Linked DNA regions of Lactuca sativa: region 2 is linked to region 1. The links are chromatin contacts, called in public Hi-C maps. All regions are on one chromosome and are shown on one strand. The core of a region is the stretch at or near the end of the contact, and the rest is flanking DNA. Distances in the headings are between cores, read along the strand shown. Region 1 holds the start of LOC111916036 (protein SET DOMAIN GROUP 40). Region 2 holds the start of LOC111916033 (ras-related protein RHN1).

Region 1 (3,138 bases), core at 374-2,873:
ATATATTAGATTGGTCTCACCGAAGACCTGTGTTTTGTCTCCGGTTTTAGAGTTTTCCACGTATATTCTTGTGTTCAAATTCTTTCTATTATTTGTTATTGGGAGGATTGTTGGTGATCTTTGAGACCATTTTACCAACATCTTTTATACCTGATCTCCTTTTTTGTAGTTTGTTCTAGCATAGAAGCAGTATGCATCATATTCATCTTCAAACACACCATCTGTCAACCTAGCTGACATACCATCCATCTGCTCTCCATCAACACCCATACCACCATCATCCCTGAAATCTTCAGACACAACTTGTTCCTCCTCGGGTGCAGCATAATTGAAAAAATCCCCAATCGGGCAAAAACAACCAGCAGCATCCCATGGAACATGCATTGTGCGCGAAGATATCTTCATTCAACAAAACCCTAATCATGTATTATTATATCTCAATCAAGTTTTACACATTTAAATACCAAATAAACTTACAGATGCAGAAGCCCATATCCATGCCTTGAAGCTCATGTAATGTGGCTTAAACAAAAGTTCTTCCATTATCACAATAGCACTTTCCCACTCCATTTTCGTCTTCTCCAATGCCTTTTCTGCAGCCCAAACAGCATCATCCAGCTGCCAGTTACTTCAAAACACTTCAGAATAACATTTTTTATATACTAAAACGCATACAAGTAGTAAATTGGATAATAAGTATATTCTCACTTGCAAAGCTTGAATCTCAAACTGATCAAAACTTGCTAATATATCATAATTTGAAGGAAATTGTGTCAAGTATGGATACCACGAAGAACACTTTCCCTTTCCCAGTTCATTCAGCAATGCCACAGTCAATATCTGCCCCCAAACTCATCATTCGTTATACGGAAAACAAAATACAGTTTCATGCAATTAATCGAGCAATACCTGAGTCGAAGACAGAGAAAACTTAGAGATTGAAATGGAGAGCTTATGATCATTCATCATTAGGGTTTGGGAGGTCATGAGAGCTGATTTTGGAACTCTGAGTATCAATTGGCCTTTTTGAAGATCACGCACTGCACATAATCCTCTCCTGAAAGTTATGATATAATCAAAAACAAAAAAGCACAGATACAAAATTGTAAATGGATTGAGAGATTTTATGTTACCCTCCGGCGTTAGGGAAATAGGATATGGTGAGAGATTTTCCCAAGCAACAAGGCGAATGAAGATGATTGGGGTTCTTGTTGTCGTCTGGAGAATCTGAAACTCCGAGTGTAGTTGCCCAATCCATGAAGTGTTCCAGTTTCGCTGCTTCTTCCATCTCCGTTGCTCCCCCTACCGGCGGCCGGCTACCGGATCAACCAGACAAGACAACCACCAAAAGCCTAAACGAAACCTCAAAAAAAAAAAAAAGCAACACTCGATAGGCCCAGTGTACTTAAGCCAACCTGGGCCAATAGGCCCAATATTTAGTAGATACTAAATATACTCCCGGGTTTTGAAAAATAGAATAAATTCGATCCGACAAACATGAAACAGGTCCCTAAAAAACCGAAATCAAGATGGACCTTCGAGATTAGAGATCAATATAAAAGACAAAACTAACAAAATGGTCTCTATAGTTTTTCATAATTTTGGCTGGGTTTTCAACCACAGTAAAATATAATTATTTAGAAAAAAAATTAACAAATGCTTATTTTTAAAAAAAAAAAAAAAAAAAAACAGAAAACCTTTAATTATTTAACATTTTGATTAGAAACATCTAAGAAACAAGTTAATTTATTCATTTTAATGTTTTCCAAGGTTGTAAAAATCGTTTGACGGTAGCTCGACGGTCGACTGGTGTTAAGGGATTAATTGGTCTTGGCGGGGATTAAACAATGATTAATCGGGGACCATAGATTATTAATAAAATATTAAAATTAATTAAATATTAATATATCTTAAGAAAAACAAGTACTTCAAAATTAGAAAATAAGAAAAATTGTAATTTGGAAATACGAAAATATGAACATTTTGGTATAATATTTGAAAATTTTAAAAGTTTAAAATTTTGGAGTAAAAAAAGAAAGTTGAATTTTTGAATTTTTTAAAAAAAAATTGACATTTTTTTGACTTTTTTTTTTTTTTTTTACTTTTTTCGACTTTTTTGACTTGTGTTAAGCGATTAATCCTGCCAAGGCCGATTAATCCCGCTAAACCCGATTAATCCTAAATTTCCGATTAATGCACTAATCCTCGACGGTTGGAGAACATCAAACGATTAATCGCCGATTAATCCCGATTTCTACAACCATGATGTTTCCTAATATGTTTACCAAGTCATGAAACCAAATCATTAATGATCCCAAAATAACTGACATTTTTTGTAGGTTTTCTCAAAATTGGTAAATAATATGTAAACGTATTTTTTACGTATTTATATGTAATTTTATGTATTTAAGATTTTTCTAAGTTTATATATATATATATATATATATATATATATATATATATATATATATATATATATATATATATATATATATATAATTTACGTATTTTTTATGTATTTTAAATGTATAAACGTTTTTTTTACGTATTTATATGTATTTATTAGTATTAAACATATTTTTTACACATTTTTATGTGTTATTTTTTTATGTATTACGTATTTATATATTTTTTAGGTTTTTATATAAATGTTTATGTTTTTTTATGCATATTAAATATATAAATATATTTTTTACATATTTATATGTATTTTTAAGTATTTTACATTTTTAATGTTTTTTTTATATATTACGTATTTACGGGGATTAAACGATGATTAATCGGGGACCATAGATTATTAATAAAATATTAAAATTAATTAAATATTAATATATCTTAAGAAAAACAAGTACTTCAAAATTAGAAAATAAGAAAAATTGTAATTTGGAAATACGAAAATATGAACATTTTGGTATAATATTTGAAAATTTTAAAAGTTTAAAATTTTGGAGTAAAAAAAGAAAGTTGAATTTTTGAATTTTTTAAAAAAAAATTGACATTTTTTTGACTTTTTTTTTTTTTTTTTTACTTTTTTCGACTTTTTTGACTTGTGTTAAGCGATTAATCCTGCCAAGGCCGATTAATCCCGCTAAACCCGATTAATCCTAAATTTCCGATTAATGCACTAATCCTCGACGG
Region 2 (3,138 bases), core at 324-2,823, 290 kb after region 1:
TAAAGCCCATTTTTTTTGTCTGTGTTTATTAAAAAGGAAAAGCAAAGCCCATTTTTTTGTGTGGGTTTACATGTGCAGTACACAAACAATAAAGAATAGAGTAAATTACAAAATGGTACATATACTTTACTCACAACTTCAATTTTAGTTTTTTTGTTGAAAAAATCCCAAAATCATTCTTAATTTTGATTTCTATTTGGCTATTTTCGGCAAGACTTTTATATCCTTTTCTAAAATTTGTAATTAGTAATAGTGGTTAATATATCATGAACCTTTGAAATTATCTTTTTCTAGATAAGTAAAATGGTTCAATCTTATCAAATATCTTGTCAAAAGAAATACCCACAATTAAATGAAGTTCAAGTGGCTACTACATATTTGTAGTTTCTATGACAATATAGTCAAATTTCCATTTCTTTTTATTTAACAACTCTCCTATCATTCTAATAGGATCACCCATGACTTTGCTACGTAGACACCCATTATTAAACATGACAAGTGACAATATCTTGAACTCCAACATATTTTGTAGCAACTAAAGACCCATCAATGTCCACCTCCCTGTAAATGTAATACAAAGAAGAAATCAAATACTCAAATACCAACTTAAAAGGGTTGAAAATATACACATGACTACATGAGCTGTGATATAAACAGTTAAAAAAACACCAAAACCAAAATATGCAAAACTAATTTTATTGTATGAAATCAAAGAGGAATTCCATAGTACCTCATTCTTGATAACTGCAATCCATTTACCATGATCAACTGAAGTATATGGTCAATAATGTTTGTCTATTCATCGAACATGAAGAAATAATTATTAGCTAAAATGTTCATTTTTTTTAAACATCTAAAAAAATCAAGATAAGGTGAGCTTGTGTTATAAATTCATAGTACACTATGGTGGCATCAACATCATAGAAACTGATTTACTTATACGAAGAAATGATTACGTTTTTTGAATCTAAGAACCCGGTGATGATCGTTGCTAGAATTTGATTGTCGGGAGGAATATATCTGAATTGTTGTATAGAGATAATAAAATAATATACCTTTGCTATTGTATTTTATATTTTTAATTTTGTAATCAATACATGTTTTAATAAATATATAGTATTTGAATTTTATGTAGACTTATCTTGATGAAAACAATTATGTGCTTCAAGTTAATGCGTCTAATTGTTGATAACTTGATAAGGATTACGAGTTATCCTAATAAATTTGAATTTCAAACGAGGGTCATCTATTTTATTAATTATTAATAATACTACAAAATTCGATTCAAATGTCAATAGCATACAACTATAAATACATAATAAGAGTAATTTATTTATAAAAAAAAAATACGTAAATAAAGTCGTGAAATTACATTACATATAAAGTAATAATAATTTGAGACACGTTAAAAACCTTATCAAGGCTTTTATTATTAGCTAGGACTCTAGGTTAATTTATTAAAAAAATAATGATGATCTTTAAAAAGTAGAAATCTATAATATCACATGACATGGGTAATGTTCTAGACTAAAGCGTGTGTATTTAAAGACTTGTTTTATTCGTAATTTTGTTGCATTTACTCCACATTTTTAATATCGACCCAATTCCGTGTTTCAGCAATCAGCAAACCAACAACAATACACATCGCTTCTCTTTTGCTGCAAAAGAAAAACCTCTTTTCTCCCTCGATCGTATCAATATGGCGACGATCGGACACAATAATCTCAACGCAAAATTGGTAACTGAACTCCATCATCATCACTCGTTCTATTCCTGATTTGTTCTATTGTTTATGTTTGTTTGAAGCTTCAAGTTACGCGATGATTTGTAGGTTTTGCTTGGGGACATGGGAGCTGGTAAATCAAGTCTCGTGTTGCGATTCGTCAAAGGCCAATTTCTAGAATTCCAGGTTTGATTTTTGATTATCTGACTTTTTCCTCTTTTTTTCGTTGACTTTCTAGGGTTTGAACTTGGTGGTGGTTTCGGTTGTTGATTTCATCTGTTTGGTTGTTGTGGTGATAGGAATCGACGATCGGAGCGGCGTTTTTTTCGCAAACCCTAGCAGTGAATGATGCAACGGTGAAATTCGAGATCTGGGATACGGCGGGTCAAGAAAGGTATCATAGTTTGGCTCCTATGTACTACAGGGGCGCTGCAGCGGCAATCATTGTCTACGATATCACTAGCGCGGTAATTTAAGCTTACTAGAATCTTGTTCATATCTGTTTTCCTTTTTATGAAATTGAACTGTGGAGTCTTCATAACTTATCAGTGGATCATTCATATGGCTTGTTGAACTTGGAATTGTGGTGGTTTGTAGTAGTTGATACCTTATAGGATATAGATTTGTTAACTAAGAACACTTAACTGAGTTCAAATAGAATGAGAGTGCATGTTTCTGTTAAATTTTTTTCTTTCTTACATTGATATGGAATCATGTTTGAATTTCTAAATGCAATTATTAAAACATTCGCTTTTAGGTAATTCTTAGCATATCTTACTACTATTTCAGTTTGGATCACTGACTTTCACTTGCTGTTTTCCTGACTATGTTTAGGATTCATTTACACGGGCTAAAAAGTGGGTTCAAGAACTTCAAAAACAAGGTGAGCAGATTTCACTTCCTCCATAAATTTTTCAACTTTATTTCCATACAAAAACCAGTAGCCCTTTTCTTGGTTTTCTCCCAATTGATCTTGTTCACTTCTATATATTTTTTTTATCTTCTTTTTCTTCATTGTTCAAAATCTTGAATGAAGTTATATTTCATTGTGTGGGTTTTGCAGGTAATCCAAACATGGTAATGGCACTTGCTGGAAATAAAGCTGATCTTGAAGACAAGAGGAAAGTAACAGCAGAAGTATGTACCCTTTTCCCTTTTGTTTACATATAAGGGTATATATGTAATTATGTATATTTTAATTATCACATTTTCGAATTATGATATGCAGGAGGCACGTGTATATGCTGAGGAGAATGGTCTTTTTTTCATGGAGACATCTGCTAAAACTGCTGCCAATGTTAACGATGTATTTCATGAAATTGGTAAGGTTTTATAACTTGCAAATTTTAATTTAAATTATCAAGAAAAATTATTTATGAGATAATAATTATTGTGTTTGAAACAGCCAAGAGATT

Evidence for each region. Hi-C and Micro-C count contacts between places; a contact is called where the count stands out from the background.
Region 2: a Hi-C map of leaf shows a contact between it and region 1, with 7 times the contacts expected there. The contact joins the promoter of LOC111916033 here to the promoter of LOC111916036 in region 1. A contact is called at or near these places in 3 of 4 Hi-C or Micro-C datasets (bud and leaf).

The regions. Positions count from the first base shown.
Region 1 is chr2:160,420,547-160,423,684 of Lsat_Salinas_v11, forward strand. LOC111916036 (protein SET DOMAIN GROUP 40) reads right to left here and starts at 1,624. Exons shown (of 6, transcript XM_023911680.2): 1 at 1,134-1,624; 2 at 910-1,057; 3 at 709-840; 4 at 478-618; 5 at 151-399. The coding sequence starts at 1,288.
Region 2 is chr2:160,713,419-160,716,556 of Lsat_Salinas_v11, forward strand. LOC111916033 (ras-related protein RHN1) reads left to right here and starts at 1,574. Exons shown (of 7, transcript XM_023911675.3): 1 at 1,574-1,738; 2 at 1,832-1,909; 3 at 2,023-2,190; 4 at 2,558-2,606; 5 at 2,787-2,860; 6 at 2,952-3,045; 7 at 3,129-3,138. The coding sequence starts at 1,700.